Linked DNA regions of Bombyx mori: region 1 is linked to region 2. The links are chromatin contacts, called in public Hi-C maps. All regions are on one chromosome and are shown on one strand. Each heading gives the region's core, a stretch centred on a gene start, on an enhancer-like site or on the middle of the called end of the contact. The rest is flanking DNA. Distances are from core to core; before and after follow the strand shown. Region 1 overlaps Aqp (aquaporin). Region 2 holds the start of Aqp (aquaporin).

Region 1 (6,329 bases), core at 891-3,390, 39 kb after region 2:
TGGTTAGATCAGGTAACTGCGCTCACTGGACTCGCTGTTGCGACCGCCCTGAGAGAAGCCGAAAACCGAAGAAAATGTAAGCTGATGGTACAAAGAGCTACAAAGGGCTTTCAGGGACACGACCTTCAGCAATTAAGTATGCGACTAAGAAGAAGAATAGTCTTTTAGGTCACTTAGAAATACATTCATTCTCAGTATCTTCAGATTCAACTTTCCCAGAATCTACTAGAAATTTTAGCACCTTAGTAAGAAGATCGAAGAGAGAAATCGATATAATTACTTTAGTCCGCCACGTAGGGCATCAGTGACCTACATGGCAGTCAACGTTTTAATAATACACCTCACGAAACACAATATCATTGTAATAATATGAATACATATTTTTTTTTACATTACAAAAAAAGAAATATACATATTATCATTATTATAATAGTATTTATAAAAAAAAAATTATTAGTAATATTTTATGAAATGTTATTAAATTGTGATACGATTATCGAGTCAGTACTGCCGTTGTGCCTATATTTACTGCGAAGAAATACTGCAGCCCTTAGTTCTCACTGTAGACAATGGCATTAACTTTGTGACTAACAAAAAAATCGAATTGTTTTGTGTATCAAAATAAATAATAGTTACAAAAAACTAAAAAAATACGCCGTTATAGAAAATCCAACTAAAATATAGAAAATAAATTTTAATAAATTTGAATTAAAAATAGTATAAGAAAAAAATTGGCATGAAACAGTTTGCTTTTGAACTTTAATAAATTGACCACATATGAAACAAAATGCATCAGCATCGTATTTACACTTTCGTGACATTTTAAGTTTTTCTGGGCTTGTACAAAACACTTGATCGTTGTTTATGACTCCATGTGTGCCATATAGAGTGGAACTGTGTAAACGTAAACACCTCACTCTCATAGCGCAGTCTTTTTGAAAGTATTAAAATTAATTAAAATTTATAAAAAAATTGAAAGAGTATTATTACTATAACTATGATAAAAGCAAACTTTATACTAAAAAAAGGTATTTTATTTTCGTTTTTGTGAATAATTAACCGGAAAAACCTAGTATAAACGTCCTAACGTTTATATCCTAATAAAGAACGAATTTTTTTTTGTAGAGTTGTGTAATTAACTCTTTTAACAGATATACTGGGCTGGACCTATTGCTGGCGGTATTGCTGGTGCTTTGCTGTACGTCCACGGATTTACCGCGCCACCCCAGGAGCCGCCGACCAGATACAGATCTGTTGCCGGTGACGAAAAGGAGGTTAGGACATAATATTTAATATTTAATCCCTTTATACATGATCTTATTCAAGTAGCCGATATGCGACAAGTTTAATGTGAATACATTAAGATGTAAAATAATTAAATTAAACATAAGTGTTTACTAAACAAGCATACCGGAAGAACGGCGCCGACTGCGTGGACCGTTGAACAAAGCGTAAGCAATCAATTAATTAAACACGTTAACACTTTAATTTTAGCAGTTTTTAATAGCTGATCATAAAACTGTGTTTTATATTTGCATACCGGATGGACCGATTAGGTCGGGTATCAGTTTGTGTTATGCGGTTACCGTGGCTCGTACCTACATAAATGCACGACGTGAACACCGCAGCTCAGCACACGTCATTACGGATCCTCCGGATCCATTAATGGTGCTTTTAGGTACCTCAAGCACCGGTCACCGTCCTCGTGACGAAATGTTCACGATGGACTTCCACGGTGAAGGAATAACATCGTGTAATAAAAATCAAACCCGCATAATTATAATTTGCGTAGTTACTGGTGGTAGGACCTCTTGTGAGTCCGCGCGGGTAGGTACCACCACCCCGCCTATTTCTGCCGTGAAGCAGTAATGCGTTTCGGTTTGAAGGGTGGGGCAGCCGCTGTGACTATACTGAGACCTTAGAACTTATATCTCAAGGTAGGCGGCGCATTTACGTTGTAGATGTCTATGGGCTCTAGTAACCACTTAACAAACAGGTGAGCTGTGAGCTCATCCACCGATGTACGCAATAAAAAAAACAATTTTATTTTCAGCTGAAGCGACTTGATGGTGGTAAACTGGACGACATGGCCTGAAGTCGTGAGTCGGTGGGGCGGCCGTCGCTGCTGGTCCCGGCAGGGGCGCGTCCGCAACCCGCCCGTCCTCTCTACCAGTACAGAACTATCCTATTAAACGATACACAGTGCCTATAATAACCATGTCGTAAATCCACAAAAAAGCTTTTAACCATACTAGTACCGATCGAAAACTAACCCTACGAGAATGTGTTAGGAAAAGTTTTTCAATATTTTACGAATTCGAATTTCGTAGTGAAACAGAATCAAAATACGGCCATATTTAAAATGAAATTGTCATTTGTCATTTATTGTCACCAAGGGTTCCGTAATTATGTACAACACTAAAACAGAATTTTTATTTATGTTTTCCTGTAAAGCATCGCATTGGCATGGCATGTCCTATACTCATTATTCTTGTTAAAATGTTTATCGCAGAATTAGAAAAGAGGTGATGCTCAATTTTTTTTTTTTTATTCTAGTTCCGAAACACTGCGACAGACCGTTTTGATATGGGTAATTTTTTTCCTTCACATGTACGGATCCCTAAGGTATTGACTATCATATTAATTCCTCGCAATTTGTCACAGTAAACAGATTGTAAGGGACAGAATAAATATATCTATACCACCAATACTATTAGCTTTGTGTATGTGAACTTATTTAAGGCTAAAGAAACGGTAAGACAAGTGAACGTCTTGTATAAAAGCGTCTTCGTTTATGCCTCACGTGCCCCAGTAAATCTCAAAAGTACAATTAGTTATTTCAATCAAAAAGCATTATCAGCAATTTGAGATTATCAGATACGTAATTAAATTATATTTGTATTTTAATCGAAGTTAATATTTAAGGAATAAAACATTTTGATAGGTCTTACTTACTCATTTTTATTATTATTAATTATTATTAGTAATACATAATTAATTATTTATGTGGTAGTTGATAAATGTTACACGTTGCGTACAAACGAACACTAAGCTTAATTTATGACGGCGACACAAGGTCGATGAACTTTTTGCGGGAATAGTTTTTATACGTACATATTCGTATCTATTTTTTTGTCTTTCTTTGGCGGTCTCCATAGATAATACACTTAATATTTAAGAGCGATCTCAGCCTCCAGGAGTTATAACTTTTAGATCAATTACCTGAAAAAAAATATCTATAAACTGTATCTGTTATTAGAACCAGAACGAATTACCTACAATGTAAACTATTGTTAACGTTTCAATTTGTAAAGTTGAAGTCAAAACACAACCTTGTGCTTCTAATGCATAGATTAATTTATTACCCTTAAAAAAATAAAATACGTGTGTAATGAACATTTTCACAAAGCAAAACTAAATGTAATTATGATAGGTACTTGAAATGTGTATTTTGGATTTTTTTCACAGAACATAACTAAATATTACAATTTATAAAAATTTATTAAAACTGGTTTGTACGTAAGTGTACTTAGTTTAAGAATTTAGCAAGTTGGATTTATAAAATATATTTTAAAATATTATAAACGTAATGAAGATGTTTTATTAAGAGTTTGAACATGTTATTAACGTAAGTTGATAAATAAAGAAATTAAAAAAATATCTGTTTTAATTACACAAGTACAAGTTGGCAGGTACTTGAAATTTGAACTTATTTGACTTTAAAAGTTCATCAAACCGGTTGGTACTATAAATATTAGAACGGAGTCAGTGGTGCTCAGTTAGAAAGAAACAAGAAACACGTAGGCAATCAAATATAAATTTGTATATATTTACAAATGGTTAAACTTGTACCCGTATATTGGTGTATCAGTCGAATGCACGATTTAAGAACTCATAGATGTGAAACATTTAAAAGAAACATTCATATTTATTTATATCGATAATTTACATTCAGCGACGTCGAATTAATAATTATACACATATTTAACATAAACAAATATGTACCACCTTCACTCCGAATACGGAATGGCGTTAATAAAGCTACGAATCCCGACCCAGAATCGGACCTCAATTCATTAAAAAATGTAGTCAGGAACACTAACAATTCTACTAACGAGGCTATCAAACTATAAAATATCGTATGCTCGACGCCGATTATTCCTACCTATTCGCTGGTAGCCTAAGAGGCTATTCTAACTACACCCGAACGGGTAGGTGAGCTCACGGGCTCAACCTGAGAGAATTTGCTAACACTAACCCTAGCAAGAGCAGCGCTTCGCAGAATCTACCGATAATCCAAAGATCCGGCGAGAAACTCAGTGGATTAGTTCAATTCACATGTTCCGGGCAACGGCGGCTTTACGTTGCCCCGTCGCGGTCCGATAAATAGTTAGCGGAGGCCACTGTAAGTTTCGTGACGCGCCGCTTTATCGAAGTAGCGCTCTGACGCTTCCTTAAGATACTTACGTATCGGTACTGAATTTAAGCAGTCGTGAAGATCAACATTCCTAACATACCACGGTGCTCTGATGGCTATCCTGCAGAAACGGGTTTGGATGACCTGGAGAGTTAATGTGTGTACGTAAGGGCCACGTGAGCGAACACTACACTTGCAAAGATCATGACAAAACGTATGCAAGTTTTGTAGTGTCACCTTGTTTTGAAGGGGCAATTTACTTCGCTGCGCAGATTACTTACCTATATAAGACCAGTGGCACGGCTCTCGGTTGCGGTCAACAACTGTGACCGCGATTAACATTGAACACTATACAGTAATTTAATATTAATCAAGGAATCTAGTTTTAAATTACGGTATCTGTATTCAAATCTTAAAAACATATATGTGACTAATCGAATTTACCTTTTATTATTTATTACTGTCCTTGTTGTCTTTCTGTTTTTAATTTTTTATTATTATTTATGGTATTGTTAAATCTCTATTAATATGTTAATGTAATGCATGCTGTGATTGCCTATAATTAGAGTTGCAGTTATCAATTGCTCTATACATGTCAATGTTATTTTATGTCTTACTGTAAGCCCTGTCGGTAATCCTTAAATAAATAAATAAATAAATTATGTACTACTTGTGTATCATTCACTACCTACTCACCTCTGGAATTCATTCGTGAAAAATCTGAGGTAGAAATAAAAAACAATACGTTATTTTCTTTGTTTATTAAAGAACCAATCAAAATAAATGCAAAAACTTCTTGTTCATTATGATGACTTAGGAGCTTTATAAAGTTTTCTAACGGAATATGTACACGATTTTATGAACCAAAAAAATAAACCGATGTGATCCAAATATATACTTAAGTGTGTACTTAAATAACAATAATAGACTTGATTAAATACAGTAAATTATGAAATATCGTGTACTGGTAGAGTTTACAAACATCAAAACGGTTTTTTTTTAAATTCATAATATAAATTGAAAGTATTTTAGATGAACAGATATGGTAATTAAAGTTAATATTGATTTATATATTACTTTAGATTTTGAATTATGTGTTTTTCTATAATGATAAAAACTTTAATGATTTAGATGAATAAATTGTTTTCCTAAAGATTAAATTAAATAATACAAACAAGGACGAAATCGACAGGTGTGTAGCTTGCGCGTGACTATAAAATAGAACAAGATGATATACAGTCAAACCTGGGTAAGTGAGAACTGGATAAGTGAGAAAACTCTATAAGTGAGAGTAATAGCCAGGACCCGTCATTTTTAGCTCCTAAAACCTCTATTAGCGAGAGACAGAAACCTCTGTAAGCGAGAGTCGTTTTTTCCCTCATGGACCTCCGTAAGTCAGACTGCTACTTATCTATACCTCTATAAGCGACAGTCGAGCTTTATTTATTTATAATAATATTATTTAGGAGGAACAAATGACAAAACAAATTACAAATTTAACATCTGCTATTTTATGACTCATTCTTAAATTTTATGGAACTTTTTAACATTGTTTTTGTATTGTTTTCTCGTCAATATAGAACCTATTCTATTTCATAGAACTAAATAACGTTGTTATTTTATCGCATTCTTTTCGAATGGACACGTGTCCCTGTGTACCGTCCTGTTTGTCGGACTTATTCAGTTTATCGTTAATCAATTGCGAGGGAAAAATATGTTCTGCATCATGTCAAAACGGAAAATTAAAGTACTGTCATTAAGTGATAACCTTAAAATAGTGAATGCGTTTGAATGTCGAAAATCGCGAAATGAAATTCAGAGGGTGCATTAGGAAGAAACTCGGGTTAGTGAGAAACCTCTATAAGCGAGAATGAGATTATGCTCCCTTGAATTCTCACTTATCCAGGTTTGA
Region 2 (6,120 bases), core at 2,640-5,139:
CATTTATAATAACCGGCAAACTTCTTGAGCATTTGTTGACGTAGTGGGGGTAAGTTTGCGCATGGTACACTCACGTGCAAAAACATTACTTACTCTGCGTCATAATGCTATTAAAATTATTAAAATCAACATATGTATTTATTTATATATTTATTAGAACATCAACAAAACATATAGGTTAATAATTGTAATAATTTAATCTTGGGGTAAAATAGATATTCCTTCTATTAAGTCAAAACTAGAGCTGTTGCCAGGTCTTGGTTCAGTTGAAGCGAAACTGGTATTTGTATTTTTTTTTCGTTATCATAATCTTGACCATCATCATCATCACTGTTTTCATCACCCGAGTCGCTATCATCGTGATGAGTCGACATAGGGCTCATGGGCGTAGTTTACAACTCGGTCGATTCGGTCTTCTTTTTTGTCTATAATTAATTATTTTTTGAAGATAATCGATTCGTAGTAATCGAATGTTACTTTTTTCATTTACCAGCTTCCGATTATTTTCTGTTCTTTTTTTCCATCTGAAGCCTAGCTCTTTCATAATTCGTCGTAAGCTTCATTCCGAGCCATTAAAATTTATATCTTCTTTAAATGTTTCGAAGCCTTTCTACGGTACGGAGTTTCGCTGCTTGTTATGTAGTTATTACGATTACATCTTTTTATTACAGATTGAACGAAACTATCCATTCCGGTAACTTTCTTCTTCCCTGATCTTTTCTTACCCGGAGTCCGCAACACGGCGAGCAAGCCAGAGCGTTTAGCTTCGTTAATAATGCACCTAACAGTACTCACTGATGTTTTTGTTGCTTCCGAAGTCTGTTTTAATTTTTCCATATCATTCTTCCCCTGTTTTATAATGAAGCAATATACGTCGTACACAAATTTTCTACCCTTTCTTTTAAGTACTACACCAGTTTGTCACGGCATAGTGTATGTGTTATAAAAAATCAACAAATAGCAATGGCAACAAAGTCCACAAGCAATTATAACAAATAACTTAACGATTAATAACGATAGACTTTCCACTGTACGCTAGCGTACTTTTGGGAGCAAGCGGAATGAGGGCGCGGTGCGGGACGCAAGGTTCGACTGATCTACCAATAACGCGCTCGATACGATTTCCCCTGCCGTCGCGCCTCACCCTCACCACCAAAGTGATCTAAAATTCGGTTCTGCGCAGTCAAGGTCATTTGCTCAAGAAGTTTGCCGATTACTATAACATATTTATTTAATCAAAATATCTACCATTATTATCTATACTATACATAGCTGCCATCTAATAGGAATGTCTTTTATGCTTTTACGATAGAACTCTGGTGATCTAGATTCTACAAACTGTGTGAAAGCATTTTGTACTGCCTCATGGGAAGAAAACATATCACGTAGAAAATTGTCCAAATCACTAAAAAGGATAGTCCGCTGGAGCAAGATCTGGCGAATACGGAGGGTGACGAATAGTTTCTAATTGCAGTCCCTGTATAGTTAAAACGGTTTCTCGTGCTGTGTGAGGTCTCGCCTTATCATTGAACAGTATTGGTGAAAATCGATTCATGAGTCGGGGCTGTTTCACTGCAAGTTTTGCTGTCATTGTTCGAAGTTCGACACAGTAGACATCTGCCGTTATTGCTTGACCAGATCGGAAAAAGCTATAATGAATAACATCATGCTGAGACCACCAAACAGTTACCATAACCTTTTTATTGCCTAAGCTTTGCTTTAGGACACTGTTGCGGTGTTTGACCTGAGATCAGCCATTGCATTTTTCGCTTACGGTTATCGTAAAGAATCCAGTTTTCATCACATGTAACAATTCGAACCAATTTTCCTTCATTTCCGTATCGATTCAACAAGACAACACAAGTTTCACTACGCGTTTCTTTCTGCAGATCAGTCAAATCATGAGGCACCCGTTCTTCATTTTTTTTTATCTTGATTTGACGCAAATGAGTCAATATTGTTGGTAACGTAACGTTAAACCATGCCGCTAATTCCTGGGTAGTTTGGCTCGGATCGGCTTTCCATCTCTTTTAATTCATTCTTATTCACATGTGTGGGCGGTCTTCCATGTGGTTCGTTCTTCTATTCTATTAAATATGTTGAAAATTTCCATCACGAAAGCTTTTAAACCAAAATCGCACGGTGCGTTCATAAGCAGTCCCCTCTCCAAACATTTACATTTGAAGACACTAAATTAACATATTTAAAATTCACACGACCCGACTCCTCGCGTTCCTGCCAAATTTAATATCCACCTTTGAGAACTTACAATCCCGCAACTGTTGTTAGGTACCATAGTCACAGGCTTAACAGTCATTGCTCTTTAACAAATTACAATTTCATCACAAATTCGTACATTTAGATAACAAAAACGTTTTCCTCAATTTTTTTAACGTATCTATTCGTCGTGAGGACAATAATACAAAAGGGTCAAAGTTTTGGGTAAATATTGGCTCAGGCCCTCATTAGGTACTTTAGATAAGGTGTTGAAATATCCATTAACCACGCTTAATGTACCCAATTCAAGCGAGGCTATGATCTCACATACTTATTGAAGTGGTGTCTTTTGTAGATTTAACTCGAAAGGATAGATCCAGATGTACTTGCATAAGACATTAGGCAAGTGCAAAGGCAAGGCACGGTGAAGGAATAACATTGTGTAATAAAAATCAAACCCGCAAAATTATAATTTGCGTAATTACTGGTGGTGGGACCTCTTGTGAGTCCGCGCGGGTGGGTACCACCGCCCTATCTATTTCTGCCGTGAAGCAGTAATGCGTTTCGGTTTGAAGGGTGGGGCAGCCGTTGTAACTATACTGAGACCTTAGAACTTATCTCAAGGTGGGTGGCACATTTACGTTGTGGATGTCTATCGGCTCCAGTAACCACTTAACACCAGGTGGGCTGTGAGCTCGTCCACCCGTCTAAGCAATAAAAAAAAGGTAATTTTACAAAAAAAAAAGTTAATTTTTGGGCAACTGACAAATAATTCTGTTGGTACCATCGTAGCACATTCTTATTTTGCTTGCTAACTGACGTGAAACACTTACATAGTGACATAGTCATCAGAAATGCAACATGAATACCGTCATCCGCCAAACACACGAGGTTGGAAATAGTTAATATTCTTCCCTTGAGAAGATCCGGTGAGAAATTCAATGGGTTTATTATTTCCTTGTGACCAGCACCCAAAGTGTTTTGAAGCAGAATTACAGGATTTTTCTTAAAAAAGATGAATAGTAAATCAATTTTCTTTGATCAACAATAGTTCCAAAGTTCACTAAATATCTGGTACTATTGTTAGTCGAAATTTATTTCTCTTTAACTGACTGTCAATGCCCGCAAGTCAGACCAGCATGCAGTCGCCGCGTTGGTTGATGATGACTGTGGACTGTGGCTCATAGATGTTATTGAAGCAGCTTCATACAGTTGCAAATCTACTTAATAAATAGCTCGCTGATCTGAATTCGACTATAATCAGTGATACCTTAAGATTGGTATTCGTTTGTCTATTTAATTTTACTTTCTTTTGTTTTTGAAATTTAGAAAAATAACATGAAATTCATACGTGGTGTGAAGAAAACCTACAAGTTTCGAATTACAACGGCGCGGTTATATTGATTTTGAAAATTGGCCTACACACAGCAGAGATTTTATTGTACATAGCTGTTTTTGTCCATTATACTAGCCCATTTATATAATCGTATTTATTTTTATTCGTACATAAATCATAATTTTACTAAATTTAAAAGTAGCTTCACGTTTTTTTTTGTCACAGCTGCTTGGTACTAGATGGCGCTACAAAATTAATGTTTCACCATTTTGACGAGGCTGTCGCTTCGATCGCAAAGCAGAACTTGCTTTTCGAGGCGGCTTGTTTAAATTGTTTAATCAAACGATATCAAAAACGCGCAACAGTCGGCTGCGGCAGGCGACATTAATCGTGACTTAAATATTAGAAAATTTTTATTTAAGTTCACGAGTCCGTATTTTCATTAACTACTTTAGTTTCACATTGTTGTAAAGACAGTACAGTGCTGTGACAGAAGTATTAATTTATTTTTTTGTTTACCGAATCGATTCAGAAAGTCATGTAAGTATTTTTCTGTTATATTTAAATACTACAATATTTCACTTTGTATTTGAATAACTTTTTACAAAAATGTATAAAGACAACCAAAAGAAACTTTGACTATTTAGTCTCGTATTAATTTTATTTCAGTCGCAGGTGACCAAATTAAAGAGACTTAAACATTAAAAAAAAGAAGAAAATCCAAAAATAATTCATTGTTTTTATTTAAAATAGAAAATATTCTTAATCAATAATACATTTATTAATTAAACCCACCTATTAATTAAATTAAGTATTTTTGGCTAACCGTTGTTAAATTTGCTTGGGATTCGCCTTATCGGTCGGAAAAATATAGTTGGTTCAGAAAATACTTTATCAATATTTGTTTCGAAACTATCAAACATTTAATTAGATCTCTTTAATGTGCACAGACTTCGTTTTTATTAGAAAATAGCTAATTGATACCAAAGACGTTTCTCTGTCATTTCAATTCGTTTTTTTGACCGTGTCGTAAATTTTTTGGGTATTCTTTCCTTATAAATCTGAAATATTATGAACATTGTAAAAATGTTGCTTAATCTCTTCAGCCGTTTTCATGTAATGCACCAACTTAGAGCCTTTAATCTTAAATTATATGGACTGGTTGATAAATCCGAGATTAAGCCGTAAAGGTAGTTTGATAGTACATACATGTATGTTATTTTAAAATTTTACTGGTGGTAGGACCTATTGTGAGTCCGCACGGGTAGGTACCACAACCCTGCCTATTTCTGCCGTGAAGCAGTTATGCGTTTCTGTTTGAAGGGTGGGCGGGGCAGTCGTAACTATACTGAGACCTTAGAACTTATATTTTAAGGTGGGTGGCGCATTTCCGTTATAGATGTCTATGGGCTCCAGTAACCACTTAACACCAGGTGGGCTGTGAGCTCGTCCACCCATCTAAGCAATAAAAAAAATGTTAATATTCCCGAATTTAACCAGAAACAAATGAAAAAACCCTTTGTGCAATGCAATTTACTATCGCATATTGTTGATAATGAAACCCAGATAATGCTGATCTATCTGTGCGATATAACACAGTAGGGCAACAAAACCCACTTATATGAAGTTGTCGAAATTGATTGATATGACGAGATATGAAACTACAATTTTCATTAATTTTTGATTTCATGTTGCTGCTCCATTTCATTATTATATTATTATTATTTTTACAATAAGTTAACAAAATATTGATATGTTCACTGACTAAAGAAACATTTGTAATTTAATGCGATGGAAACTTAATAAAACTTTTCATAGAATATACTTCGGTTAGTAGTTTAGCCTTGACTTGAATTCAATCCGACGTAAGGGACATTCTGAAGAAATTACCTAGTCCTGAATCCTTATGTAACAATACGATTTTTTCTGCAACTCATGAAAATTCGTGAAAATATTCATTCACTTCATACAGTAGTACAGTAGGCAGCGGTTTGACTATGCTCCTGGAATTGTTCATGTCACAAATGCGATTCACGTAGTGAAAAACCAACAATAGTCAAACATTATTTAGTTTAAACGGAATATTTCAATATTCAGTATATTTAATTGATTATAGTTTGGTATTAAGTTAATTTTAATCTAGTGTACGGTGCCTAAGCAGTAGTTATTCTCGCGGTGGAAAACCGGTTAAGGATATATCATCCCAGATACTCCGACCACTTGAGCGGAGCGCCAATTAGCAGAATGAATCTTTTCGACAAAATACCCGCGGTATCCCGCGGTTAACCTTTCTACGCAAGGACTTGAGATTCTGCTACACCAATTCAATTAAGAAAGAAAAAATGTCCAGGGACGGAGCTTGAATTTTTTACGCCAGTTTCATCTACCGCCTCCTCCTGGCTCTGTAAGTGTTGCGTTCAATAATAATTTAATTACTTTTGAGGAATCTACATAGAATGCTTGTAAATGAACCATACAAATAACCAATTGCATTATCGACGTTACTCTGGCGAATAACAGAGTTAAAACTAAAACTTAATCATAAGGTTCTCATATTCAAAATCATA

Evidence for each region. A called contact is a pair of places that touch in the nucleus more often than the background predicts.
Region 1: a contact with region 2 is called in a Hi-C map of midgut, with 3 times the contacts expected there. The contact joins the enhancer-like site here to the promoter of Aqp in region 2. A contact is called at or near these places in 2 of 7 Hi-C or Micro-C datasets (midgut and whole pupa).

Annotation. Positions count from the first base shown.
Region 1 is chr15:9,641,346-9,647,674 of ASM3026992v2, forward strand. Aqp (aquaporin) reads left to right here. Exons shown (of 7, transcript NM_001160189.1): 6 at 1,152-1,274; 7 at 2,054-3,649. The coding sequence ends at 2,095. LOC101742984 (exostosin-3) reads right to left here. Exons shown (of 11, transcript XM_012692397.4): 11 at 5,164-6,329. Among protein-coding and RNA genes, the nearest start is that of LOC101742984, 15 kb to the right of the region's middle. Within about 2 kb of position 2,141, at least 2 of the 8 cell types and tissues checked have open chromatin away from gene starts, as enhancers often do.
Region 2 is chr15:9,600,619-9,606,738 of ASM3026992v2, forward strand. It overlaps Aqp (aquaporin), which reads left to right and starts at 3,890. Exons shown (of 7, transcript NM_001160189.1): 1 at 3,890-4,093. LOC134200203 (a long non-coding RNA gene) reads right to left here. Exons shown (of 2, transcript XR_009975015.1): 2 at 4,273-4,614.